Linked DNA regions of Gossypium hirsutum: region 2 is linked to region 1. A link is a contact called in public Hi-C data. All regions are on one chromosome and are shown on one strand. The core of a region is the stretch at or near the end of the contact, and the rest is flanking DNA. Distances in the headings are between cores, read along the strand shown. Region 1 holds the start of LOC107939031 (WD repeat-containing protein 26 homolog). Region 2 holds the start of LOC107941344 (nuclear transport factor 2).

Evidence for each region. Hi-C and Micro-C count contacts between places; a contact is called where the count stands out from the background.
Region 2: a Hi-C map of leaf shows a contact between it and region 1, with 1.7 times the contacts expected there. The contact joins the promoter of LOC107941344 here to the promoter of LOC107939031 in region 1. A contact is called at or near these places in 2 of 34 Hi-C or Micro-C datasets (both in leaf).

The regions. Positions count from the first base shown.
Region 1 is chrD09:1,993,130-1,999,986 of Gossypium_hirsutum_v2.1, reverse strand. It overlaps LOC107939031 (WD repeat-containing protein 26 homolog), which reads left to right and starts at 2,761. Exons shown (of 6, transcript XM_016872317.2): 1 at 2,761-3,038; 2 at 5,509-6,395. The coding sequence starts at 5,598.
Region 2 is chrD09:2,271,305-2,278,436 of Gossypium_hirsutum_v2.1, reverse strand. It overlaps LOC107941344 (nuclear transport factor 2), which reads right to left and starts at 4,394. Exons shown (of 9, transcript XM_016874899.2): 1 at 4,205-4,394; 2 at 3,262-3,447; 3 at 1,603-1,897; 4 at 1,281-1,519; 5 at 1,023-1,200; 6 at 766-887; 7 at 614-679. The coding sequence starts at 3,447.

The sequences.
Region 1 (6,857 bases), core at 1,512-4,011:
TGAGCCCCATTTGGTCAAATAACCTCTATGGAACAGTTTGTGTGCATTCATCATAGACTTTGTATTGGATCTAATGCCCTAAGTGTAGCATATTTGTTTGCAAACTTGTAAGTTTTTCAAACAAATTGGTTAATAAAACAAATTCATAGATTAAATTAATATACTTTGTATGATTGTCCTTATATGGGTTTTGCACGCAAAGCAAAATGGAAGAAAATGTTGCTCATTGGTTGTCTAATGTTTAAACTAATACTAAGCGGTATTACGTGGTCAGATCGTAATACAAAAAGACATCTTATATTAGTAGATGAACCTAAACGTGTCATTAGTCTAATCGAAAATGAACAAACCTATTAAAAGACTAATATGTCGTCTATCAAGTCTAACTGGAGAGATGATTTGTCTTGAGCATCAGAATGGACTACTCTCAGAAGATAGAGACATATATGTGACTGACTGGACTAACAGTACACCAAACAGGACACAAGAATAATATATCTTGAATCCGTTTATGGATTTATTTACTTGTGACGTTCAGAGTGTGGCATACCTAAATCTTGAGTGGATGACAGATTATGTATGTGTGACTTGCACACTTTTATGTAAGTAAAAGCTAGAGTTCGAATAGATAAGGAATCGAAAGTTGGTGCATTGCTTATACGACTTCTACAGTATGTAGCGTCATTCACAACAGTGAAATTCATAGCTTGAGACATGGGTAAATGATATCCTCTCATTGGCATTACATGGTTGATGAAAAGTAAACGTGGCCAGAGGTCGTTCGTCTTTATGATGGATGACTTGATCACTATTTGATAGTAATTGGCTTTTTATGAAGGAAGATGTAATGGTTACTATGAGATAAAATAGCATCATAATGGGAGACCGAATATTATCCCAAAGAGATTAATGATATCCTATAAGGGTAATACACTTATGACAAGGTCATTGGAGGAGTACTAATCGAGTTGCTTTTGTAATAGTATGTCGTTGGGGAGAGCTTAGTTACGATACTATAGTGGAATAACTTCGTGACTAAATGAGTTTATAATTAATAGGCGAAAAGATGGAACTTAATTATAAATGATTTAACCTCAATTGCATATGTCTAATCGGTCCCTCTGCTAGCTTGTTAAAACCATAAATGAATTGCATATTGAATCAAAATGAATAAAATGAATAGAAATAGAGAAATGTAAAACATTCAAGAAATGGTTATGGTTTTCTCCAAAATGAAAATGGAGAAAATGGAATCATTTAGGAATGAATGTGGTTTTCTCAAAATAAAATGGAAATAGAAATGGAAATGAAAATGAAAATGAGAAATGAATTCATTTAGAAATTAACAAAGAATTCTAAAAAATGATTGGAAGATTGAGTTTATGTTTTTGAGCTATTTTAAAGCCCGAAAAATAAAAATAAATCATACGGTCATAGTGAACAAGTTAAATGATAAAATATTAAATATATTTTCTCATAAATTTTATCAAAGGTAAAATCGTCAGGTGAAATTATGATGAAAATTACTTAAATATAAATATTGAAATTTATTTTGGGAAATAGAAAAATAGAATCAAGTTGAATCAGATTACAAAGTACTAGGTCGAAAAGTCTGGGAAGTACTCGTAATTGGACCCAATGTGAGAGTGATCCAAAATCCCCTCATGGAATATGAAGGGGCAGCAACCTTAGTAGGAATTCTAGGGGTATGCCGCCAACCCTAATCCTACTTTAAGTAGAGAGTGTTTTTCTATTTCAAATAAACTTCTTTAATTCAACAATGGTCCTACCTTTTCTCCATATAAATAGATGTCAATGATAGGACTATTTACAAAATTTTAAAATATTGTGATTTTGTTCGAAAATAAAGGGACTTTTAATCTCTAAGAATTAAATATATTTTCCGGAATAACGATTCTACCGGTTTTTATTTGAGAAGAGAATTTTCGTTTTCACCCAAAAAGAAAAAAAATTATTTCTAGTTTATGTGTTTGATTCAATTTGATCAAACCCACACTCGAGGCAATTCGTGGTACAAGAATAGTGGAGAAGACCATTTGGTTGAAAGCCAGGAACGACAAGGATCCGTCTATCTGGAAACACAAGTACGTTTTCGGTCTAAGGTTTATTGCTATAAATATCACAAACTAGGTTGGTTTTCAAAATTTTTATTTTCTGTTGTGCAAGAAAACCCTTTTCAAATTGATTTTTTCCAACACTTTGATCCGCGACCCGTGACACTTGTACTAGAAGTTAGATTGCGTTTTGCCCTCTACTAAAAAAAAATAGGTAAATTCGTCCCCGTACATTAAATCAAAAAACAATTGGTCCTTCTATTATAAGTTTCATCCATTTCTACTATTAAAAACTAGTCACCATATGTCAGCATGAGGTATACGAGGCATGTCAAGTGTAACTATCTGGTTATTTCGTACCATGCTAGTTTTTAAAAGTAGAAATAAATGAAAATTTTAACAGTAATGATTAATTTACTTTTTAATCTAACATGTAAAGATTAATTTACTTATTTTTAAATAAATATAAAAAAATACAAATTGACTCTTAGTAGCATGCTAATACTTTTACCCGTCCCAAAATAATAATAAAAACATTCATTATACAAAAGATATAGCAAAGTAATCATCACATAAGACCATTGATTTTGCTACGAGCCCAATCTATCATCAAGGCTTCGGTGATCATGTACGGCCTGGATTTGAAACTGCTCAAAAAGCCCCATTTCCTCAAGCTAATAGCTCAATTCTTAAAGGCACAAAGCCATCCTCTCACGCTCTTTATAGCCCCCATTTGAGGTGGTTTCCTCCACGCAAAGGAAAAAACAAGGGAAAAAAGCTCTTAAAATCTCGTGCTCTACCCCTTTGCAAAGGTACCAAACGCTTACCTTTCTTGCCCTTGGGTGCGGTTACCCCTTTAGACTTTTTCATCTGATTTGAATCCCTTATACCTTTTTTTTTCTTTCGATTTATTTCCTCTGTTTGTTGCATAAAATCAAGTGGTTGCCGACAAATAAGAACAGGGTAATCGTTTTTGTTCCTAATCATTATATTTTCCAGTTCTTTCACGGTTCTTGATTAGTTGGTTTCTCAATCCGATTTTTTCTGATCTGAATCGGCTTGTTTGTTCACAATCCCTTTGTGGGTATTCCAGATTTTTCTTTCTTGCTGCTGATTTTGTGCTGATTTACCTTGCAATCTTTTTTTTTTTTTTTGCTGGTCTTGGGTAAGGTTTGGTTTAGAGCTAATTGGTTAGTAGCTTTTGTTTTTTTAAACTATATTTTTATGTTATAAGTTTTATCTGCTAAGCTTTTGTTTTTTCTTAAACTATATTTCTATGTTATTAGTTTTATCTGCTTGGTACTTAGAGACTACATTTTTTATTGTATTTCTGATGTGGGTTTTGCATAATTTCTGCTAAGAACTTGATTTTACTCAAATTTGGATCTCAAACCATTTTATTTCTTCGCTCTGCGTGTTACTGCTGGTGAAAAGGGCCTTCCTTTTTTTTTCTTTTGTTATAATCATCTTATTTTTAATGTAATTTGTATTGCTTGAACTTCATCATTTATAGATATTGCGGCAGCCTGATTCCTCCAATAAATTATAAATGCAGGTTTCATTACTTAATTACATGTTATAACCAACTCAGCATTTGACTTTAGACCTTTAAGCTGACAGCTAGGTTTTTGAAATCTGCAATCTTCTCAGGGTTGCACATTGATATTAAGAATTGTTTTTGCTCAATTTTCGTCACCATCCTAGCAAAACAAACCTTATTCTTTGTCAGTCCTTTATGCTTATGTCTACGTTCCGCTTTTCATTTTGACTCTAGTTTGATGCAAATGTATAACAACTAATTGATTTAAAGATGTATATAATGTTAACTTTACTCTAATTGTCTAAGTCATGATTGAAGTTTCCCAATTTTGCCACAATTTGTTAACAATTTGCACTTGTGCAGCTTTGTGAACTAAAGTAGCAAAGGTGGTACTCCCAAACTCCCAATTGCTTCTAGTTTATAGTTGGCCACAGGATTATAAACATCAATCTTTTTATCACAAAGAAAATTTTCAAAAACAACAAAGTTTGATGTCAGATTGTGTTAGCAAATCATGATAATAGCAGTAGAATTGCTTCAAATATGACTAATTTGGAAGCAATGTTTCTGCAATTTGGAAGAATAGTATGGTAAGAACAATCTCTGAATGATATATTGGTACTGTATGTACCTTTTGTTTCCTTTAGGATACAAATACGTTGAGGTTAAGTTCTTATATTGGTTTTCTTTTTTATATTTATACCATATTTAGTTATGTCAAATTAATGGAATCTTCCTCTTTTCTTTTTTCCACATCCAATGCAAATTATTGGGGCTAAAGTCATGTTTGTAGCTAGAATGATGTATTATTTTTCTTATTTATATGTAGGATCTTCAGTTATATTAAATTAATAAATTGTTCGAAGAAGGTAAGGGAAGCTCAGTGATCTTTGTAATTTGCCTTACAGGTGCAAAGTTCACCTGAATTTGATTTTTGGCTGTAATTTCAACTTTGAGATCGTACAATTTACATTGGATCCCTTAGGCTAACTAATTAGTGGACTTATCCATTGTACCTTTTGTGGGCTATACGATATCCATTGCTGTACAGTGTAAATATTTTTATTCTAGACAGACAACTATGTTACCATTGTGTTATATCTTAGGAGGTAAACCACAAGTGATGTGATCAGCTGCAATTATGTACATCCTATGGGTCGAGTCAGTTGTTGGGGTATTTACGTAATGTTGATTGGATTTGACTGTTACGTTTTAAATAATGGCTGGAAATGTAAACTGTGCAATATTAGGGGGATGATGCCTTAATCAAAATAGATTTTTGTTTTTTCTCCTAGCTAGAAACTTAAGTTCCTATGACTATTTTTCTTTGTGAAAGAAGCTTATATTGAACTTATTATTATTATGAGTTAGCTATAACCTCATATGATAACTGGTCTCTACAGATGAAGGTTCTTTCAAAGTTATTAAGATTAACCGAAGTGCCCTATGGATGCCATTTAGGCTCTGGCCTGAATCTTTTCTATTATTTTCTCTCATTTTTTTGGGGCCTCGCTGCCTTTTCCCTTATACCCCTGTTCTTTGAATCTAAATCTTTCTCTTTGCGGTAGAAATTCTGTGTTTGCATTGTGATGATTGACTCAAAAGCATTGTAGTATGATGGCATTTTTAACTATCAAGAGGATCAAGGTTTTATGAACTTTCATGTGGGAAAGAAATGATATTTAGATATAAAAAATAAAAAAGGTTTGTACATGCACCTTTTATGAGGGATAACTAAATCGATTACTTTCAGGAAATAAGATGTAACCTTCTCATAATTTTGAATTCTTTTTCTCTCACATTGATAATCCTTGAATTTTTCTGTACTTCTATCTCTTTCTTATGGCCAACTTTAAGAGCCTACTACATCCCCTTTTTGACCATTTTATGCAGGGGCTTGCTCCTAGTGATTCATAGAGGCATTTACTTATCCATATTGGCATTTCTGTACCACTTAATATATGGGCTGAGGTGCACATTTCATGGGAGGTGTAGAGGATGATGAACCAGCCTCAAAACGTATGAAACTATCCTCTGAAGAATTGAGACGTCTTTCAAACGGTTCAACTATTAAAGAGCCTGTAGCTGGGTCTTCGTGTGACCTGATGGCTCGGCCCCTACAGTCTGAAGGGGGCGAAGAAGTTGTTGGTTCAAAAGGAGTAATAAATAAGGTAGAATTTGTCCGAATAATAGCAAAAGCATTATACTCTCTTGGTTATATAAAGAGTGGTGCTCATCTAGAGGAAGAGTCAGGGATACCATTACATTCTTCTGTGGTCAATGTCTTTATGCGGCAAATTCTCGAGGGAAATTGGGATGAAAGTGTTGTCACATTGCGTAATATTGGTCTAACAGATGAAAGGACAGTAAAATCTGCCTCTTTTCTGATATTGGAACAGAAGTTCTTTGAACTTTTGGATGAAGAAAAAGCAATGGATGCTCTGAACACATTGAGGACTGAGATTGCACCTCTTGGTGTCAATGATAGTAGAGTACGTGAGCTTTCTTCATACATTGTGTCACCATCTTACTGTTCTCCCACTCGGTCTCCGAAACAAGATACAGTGAGGGCAAGATCTCGGAGCAAATTATTGGAAGAATTACAGAAGCTGCTTCCAGCTACAGTTATGGTCCCTGAAGGAAGGTTGGAGCATTTAGTTGAACAGGCCCTCGTCTTGCAACGCGATGCTTGCATGTTTCACAACTCTCTGGATAAGGAAATGTCACTATATTCTGATCATCAGTGTGGGAGAGATCAAATTCCTTCTCAAGCATTGCAGGTTAGACTCTGTTCTGCTTATCAGATTTCTTTTTTTGGTTATTCATCTTTTGTTATTTATTTTAAGATAGCAATTTCTTTTATCGATGCAAATTTCCATGTGCATTGTGCATTATTACATAACAGATTGTACACAATTCATTCTCTTTTTATTTTCTTGGGTTAATTTTATGCAAATTAAAAATCAACTTTTAAGTACTGCTTTATCTGTATGGAATATTATGTCTTGAATCAATATTAAGCATTTGGCTATAAGTTAGGCTTAAACTGCAGTGTTTACATGTTCACTGAAATTATTGTTCGAATACTTATTGGATGGGAAGTTCTTTATTGTGTGCAGTCATGAGGTATTCTCTACCATTTTACCTGTTTTGACTAGCCTTGAAAATTTGTTAAAGAGGTTGTTAAGATCTGAAAATGAGAGTGGAAAGAACAATCTTAAGTTATCGAAGAAGATTGCTTA
Region 2 (7,132 bases), core at 3,145-5,644, 280 kb before region 1:
AGGGTACTTGGGTCCAAATAGATTGAAATGCAAATTATGTGAACTTCAATGCAAAGATCATATATTCATGCAAATAACAAGGCAGATGGTTGGGAAGAGGCAGAGAACAAATGTCGAAGCAAACACTCGAACAACACAAAAGCATTTGCATTTTAGTTCAGAAATGAATAGGACTCAACCAAAGAAAATAGGGAATAACCAAGTTAGGTGTATAAGAAATACATGCACCAAACAATGATCTGTTACTGATATTTATCACGCAGCTGACTTTTGAACAATTATTTGAGCATCGATTTTCTCATATATTTTGCCAAAACAAGGAAATTTGAGAAAAGGGGAAAAAACATAAAAAAAGGTTGATTTGCTCCAAATTCGTATACCGCTTGCTCAATAGGTCCTAAACAGAATTCAAATCAGTAGGTGACCAACAGAGAAGCTATTTAGTGCCAAAAGGCAGAAAAGTTGCAGTCCCAAAGAGTTATGTTGTGAGGGCCAGGGATTTAGGATATGAAACTCGTTCCATATAACGTTGATATTAAAGGGCAGTAAAAAGCATAAGACAGTGAAATTGAAAAAATCAAAACATCCTATCAATTTATATCAAAGGCCGTACCTGAATTGCATCATTCATGGAGTTCAAAGACAGAAATTCCACAAAACCGAAACAGTACCCTTGTTGCTGAATAAACAGAATATAGAAATGTCAAGAAATGAGTGTAAGTGAAAGAGAATACAACATATCCATTCGATGCATAAGCAACCGACCTTATTGTTCCTAACTTGGACACCCCCTTGCTTGATTGGTCCAAATTTCTTAAACTCTTGCTCGAGCTGTGTAGCCGTCACATTGAAGGGCAAATTTCTAATGTAAATGGAATGGCCTTCAACTGCAAGTTAAATACAATTGATAAACAGTTACTCGTACTAAAAGAATTACAAGATCATTTAACTTCGCACATTACCAGAGATACTCCAACAAATTATTTTTGTAAACATAAAATACACACAAACATTCGAGATACCTTCCTCCGGAATGTTGTCATTCTCAGGGGCATCAGCGCTAGAAGGTGCAGAAGCTTCCGGTGTAGCAGGTGCTGCAGAAATAGGAGGCTGCTTCTCAGTTTTCTTGGGTGTCACTTTTGTAGTATTAGAAGGTAAATAGACTCTTATTGGCCCCGGACTTCCTTTTGGTACTTTTACCTGCAACAATAATTGTTAAACTTAAACAAACGAATGGATGCAAATTCCGATAAATGGAACATATCCACTTATAAACTCACAATTGATGCATAGGATTTCTTTGCAGAATCCTCTTGGGCTGAAGAAGAAGCCGATTCAACAACTACAGTAATATCATCACCGTTTGAATTAGACTGGGGTTTCACAACCGCCTTGTCTTCATCGACCAACTGTTTTTCCTGGTCTGAAGGCTCATAAACTTTCTCAGCAACATTTTGATTCTCTTCCACAAGGGCAGTAGCTGGATCCGGTGCAGAAGGCTCCAAAACTTGAGTAAGCTCTGGAACAAAATTAAACGAATAATGAAAACAAATATTGATTTAAACATAAGGAAAATAAAATAAGAAAACAATGTCACTTTACCAGGTTCAGGTGTTGGAGGCACTCTAGGAGCATCATTAACACCATTAACTTTATGCTTCTCTAAGGGTTCGCTGTCTCCGACATACCTAAGTACATCATTTAGAACAAAGTACCCATTGTCTTGGGGAGCAAGGAAAAAGGATTGCGCAAATTTTCTCTTCATGTTATCCTTGCCCGTTAGACACCCAGTTACTAATATAGTTACTCCTTCCTGATAAGATTTCTGAGCATCAGCGGTATTAATCTCAGCCTTATGATTTGTGTAATCGAAGGAAAGAATCTTCTCATTAATACCCTGCTCAAGAAAAAAATAATATTGGAGTTTCTTTGCTCTGTAAGATACTGATAGCAATTATACCACAAGAAAATTACACATTGTTTGTTTACCAGTTAATGAGCAAGGTCATAAATCAGAGAAGAGTCTTATGAAACCAGAAAATCAACACATTTTTCAGTACATAATTCATAAACTCTAACTTACAATCAGCAACAAATTATTGACAAAAAGCTAATGACCCAAGCACAAATGTTCAACTGTGGGATTATTTAATCCATAAACATCGTACAAAAAATCATCCCTATAAAATAATACTATTGGAATAAGAACAAAATATGATTTTAAAGAGGTTGTTTAATTATCAATAATGGATAAATTATTCACTTATCGATAAATGATTTTTTTTAATAAATATAGAACCTTTGTTTACAATACTTATATGTGTATATCATTATATTTTACTAAGATTGATGAATGACATGTAAAAGAAAAACACTAGATATATAATGTTGACTATCTGTTACACATGAAAGAATGTACCGAATTTGGTGTCTACATTGCAAGAGTTTAAAGATGTTCAGTTTGTTTAAGTTACAAAGAAAAAACAAACCTTAGATGCATATTTTGAGAAAGAGCTTAAATGAGAAAAACAGAAGTTGTTAATTATATAACGTTATGTATTTTCTTTTCGGGATTAGTAATTTTTAAAGAATTATATAAATTATTAGCTTATGCAGGTAAAAGTACCATGGAGGCCCTTGCACTAGGAGTCAGATTACATTTTACCCCTTCACTCAAAAAATGGACAAATTAGTCCATATAGGTTAAGCAAATTGGTCTTCTGTTAAAAACTTTGTCCATTTCTAGTGTTAAAAACTGGTCCCTGCATGTTAGCACGAGGTACAGATGGCACGCCATGTGTAACCGTCTGATTATTCCATCAGCTAAGCTAGTTTCTAACAGTAGAAATGGATGAAATTTTTAACAGAAAGGACCAGTTTGCTCTTTGAACTAAGATACAAGGACTAACTTGCCCCTTTTTTTTAGTAAAGGGGGCAAAATACAATCTAACTCCTAGTACAAAGGCCTCCATAGTACTTTTACCACTTATGCATTAACAAGGTTATTATTAATACACTCGATATTATTAATTTTATTGATTAACGGATATTGTTAATTTACCAGACATTCATTTATCGAGGTTTACTATCAATGCGGTAGCTAAGAAAAGACCATTTACAGAAGCAAAAGCATACTGTATAAAGAATCGAGCAAGTTACAAAGAACTTAAAACATGTTACAGATGCAATGTTTACTGTTTAAAGATGAACCGACTAAAACATCAAACATTGAGAAGCAATACAACAATCCAATGAGCTTACTTGCATGGTTGTCACCGATGTCATCACACCACTGGAATCCGGGCGGCTAATCACACTTGAATCATGATAGAATCTATGAGCCAATTCAGGAGAGTTGTAAAGAATGTGGTAATACTGTTCAACGAAAGCATTTCCAACAACTTGGGCACTCGGAGTAGCCGGTCGAGTTGCTGTTTCCAATGCCATCTGCTAGAAGAAAACACCACAAATAAACCATCAACATAAACATATCTTCAAGCTTAAATGAAAAAAAAAAAATTGCCTCTTAAACTACAAAATCTAGGTTATATAACCTATATTAATGAATGCTGAAATAACAGAAGAGAAAAAATCAAATTAAAAGGCATTGCCATTACAAAATTGCTAAAAAAAAAGGCAAAACATCAACAATTGTTTTTAAAACTTTAAAGTATAGTGAACAATACAATTAAAAGGTCTTAATTTACACTATTTTCCTGCATTCTATAGGAACACCGTACTAATATTCTCACGAAAACCCTAAAATCAAAAGCATTAAGCCAAGATTCATCTATAAAAAGAAATAAAAATAAAACAAAAGTAGATCTTTCCTTGGATCCAACCAGCAAATAGCTCAAAAAAGAACTAAACCCTAAAAACAAAAAAAAGATAAATACCCATTGAGGGAAAGAAGCAGCTTATAATGTGTTAACCAACATTTTTAGGCAACATTAAAGGTATAAATGAAAAAAAAAATCAAAACCCCATAACTAAAACACAGGTTTTTAATTAAAAATAAATAAAATTTTTACAAGGACTGATCAAAGAAATAAGTATTGAATAAAAAATCCAGCAAACTTTAACAAATATCACAACTAAAACCGAAAGAAAAAAAAATATTTTTCTTTGAATATTAGAGAAAGGATAGGAAAAGTAAAAAATTTATGGAAAAACAAAGATCGGAGAAAAAGGAATAAAAGGGTACCTGGAAAAAAGGAAATGCTGAAGGTTTAAAGAAACTATGAGAGTCTTTTTGAAGGTTTGGTGGCACTCTGGGTTTTAGTTGCAGGCAGAAAATACAAAGGGAAAAAATGGAGAAGAAAAATAAGGGAAGGGCTGAAGCGAGAAGTGAAAGCTACCTATGAACTGTGAAAGGTATTTTACGTCAGGTTCTATCTATACGGTTTGCGTGGTTTTCTGATTAGGTTTTTATTTTTAATTAATTTAAAATTAATTATCTCGTAATGAGTAATTAGGTTTTCTACGTTAGGTGTTTTTTATTGGTTAAATTCTAGTTTTAGTCCCTCTGCTATATTTAAATTTGAAATTTAATATCTATACTTAATTTGGCAATTATCCTCTATTTCTATAACGTCATTATTCAGTCTAAATAGGATAAAAGTATTATAGAGTCCTTTGTACTAAGAGTTTGATTGCATTTTACCCCTTCTACACAAAAATGGGCAAATTAGTCCTTATACATTATATTAAAGAGCAATCGATCTTTTTGTTAAAAATTTCATCCATTTTTACTGTTAAAAATTGGTCATTATATGTCAGCATAAAGTACACTTAACATGTCAAGTGTAACTGTCTAATTATTTTGTCAATCATGTCAAATTTTAACAATAGAAATGTATGAAATTTTTAACAGAAATGGATGAAATTTTTAACAAAAATGATCAGTTTGCTCCTTGATCTAACTTACAGGGATTAGTTTACTGATAATATGTTAATTTTGCATGCTTTTTGTGCCTAAATTGGTTAATTCTTGAATTGGTCCCAACTAAATTAGTGGTTTTATGTTTTAATCCTGTCAAGAATGCAATTGGGATGTTATAAGTCAAAAAATGAGCAGAAAATGACTAATTTGCAGCACAATCAATAAAATGGGGGCCGAATTAGAAACTTAAAAATAGTCAAGGACTCATCATATTTCTTTTGACTTTGTAAAATCTAAAATTAGAAGAAAATCTGATTTTATTTTTATTTAATTTTAATTATGTATAGTGGTTAATTAAACCAAATTTAGTAAATTATATGTATATAAATAGCGCTTTTGTGGTAGCGTGAAAATACACTTGATTTCGCTTGAAATTAAATAAGAATTATTCTTTTCCTTCCAATTTCATGGTATGTAGCATACTGCTACTCCATTTTCATTTCATTATTTCTTGCAAAATTTGTTTAATTGCTTTCCAAGTTCCTCTCTTTCCCAAATTCCACCATTTTCATTCAAATCCATTCCATAGTCAACCAAAGTATGATTAAATTCATGCTTCACTAAATACTAACTTAGCTTTAGGCTGGTATTCTTTCTGATCAAGAATTGTGAGATACGTATCCGTACTAAAAATTCTTCTAATCGGTATTAACTATTTTTCCTAAGTATCGGGTTTTAGGGTTGGGTTGGAGTCGTGTTTGCGGACAGTTGGGGAAACGAGTAGGCCTTGCTGTATTCGGATCTCCGAGAACAAATCAATGGAGAAGTGATCGGGTTTAAACGTCCTGCGCGGTTGAGGCCGTTAATCCGAGTTGGGTTCTTCAGAACGCAAGGCTACCGGAATCTTGAATCGGGAACGTGCGTATCTCGGTTAGATAATCAGTAAGGGTTGGTTTGCAGGTCATATCGGGACCAGCTACGAGAGGAAAAATTGGCGGTTAGGACGTTTTTAACTACTATAACCAACTTATTGTTTGGAAGAGAAAATTAATTTTCAAGGATCGATTCAAAATCCTAAATCTACCGAGTTTAGGGCTAAGGCTTATTATCTCTGTTTACAAAATCCAAATTTATTTCCCAATTTAATTTTATTTCCAATTTATTTAATTTTTTATTTATGTTGTCTCAATTATTTAATTTCTAAACATTTCAAAACTCCCCTGATTTATTTGTTTATTGTCCAGCAGATCCGTTTGGAGTCGTTGGCACGACTATTGCCACGAGTATCGACACGATAGAAATTCTGATCACAAGTTAAACGCGAAAGTTTATTATAATACCAATCACTGTGGACTCGACCCTACCACCACTCTTTAGTACTATTTAGAGTTATTTTAATTGTAGAAGTTATTTTTGTGGGTTTCAACACCCATCATTTACCTATTTTTTGAGTAAAAATAATATTGTTAATAGTTTTGAATAAAATGTAATCAGTGAATTTTCCTTAAAACACCTTTTCAACATGAAAAGAAATTACTAGCAAAAAAAAAATCTATGTTAGCATTGTGAGCATTTTAAGGAATATCAAATTAGGTCAAATTAAAATATAAAAGACATAGTATAGAAATTATAATTATAATTTAGCAAAATTTTATTATTGGGAATAATCACTACACCAAAACAGGTCTTTAGCGGCGTTTTTTAGGCCTTTAGCGGCGCTTAGAAAAAAAACGCCTCTAAAGACCATGTTCTTTAGCGGCGCTTAGATAAAAACGCCGCTAAAGAACATGAAAAATAGTGGCGTTTTTTTTAAAACCCCGCTAAAGAACATGTTCTTTAGCGGCGTTTTTATACAAAAACGCCACTATTTTGGGATTTTTTTATATTAAAATTTTCATTTTTTCAGCCCTCCTGTAGTAACAAATCAAAAGCAACCAGATTTACACCAGTCAAAAGCAATAAATTTATATAATATTTCAAATTAAACGAATAAAATAATATTAATATCAATAAATAAAAGTGAATTCATAATATTTTTGCAAAAATGTTAAATGTTAAAATGATAAAAATATTTATGTCATACACTATGAAGGCGAAAGTTGCGACTGAAACATCTTCATCACAGTCTGAAGCTGTTGCTGGAGTTTGTCGTACTTTTTGGTCTGCTCTGCTTCCCTCGCTGCGGCCTCTGCTTCCCTCGCTGCCGCCTCTGCTTTAAGTTGTAGCTGGAGTTTTTCATATTTCCTTTGA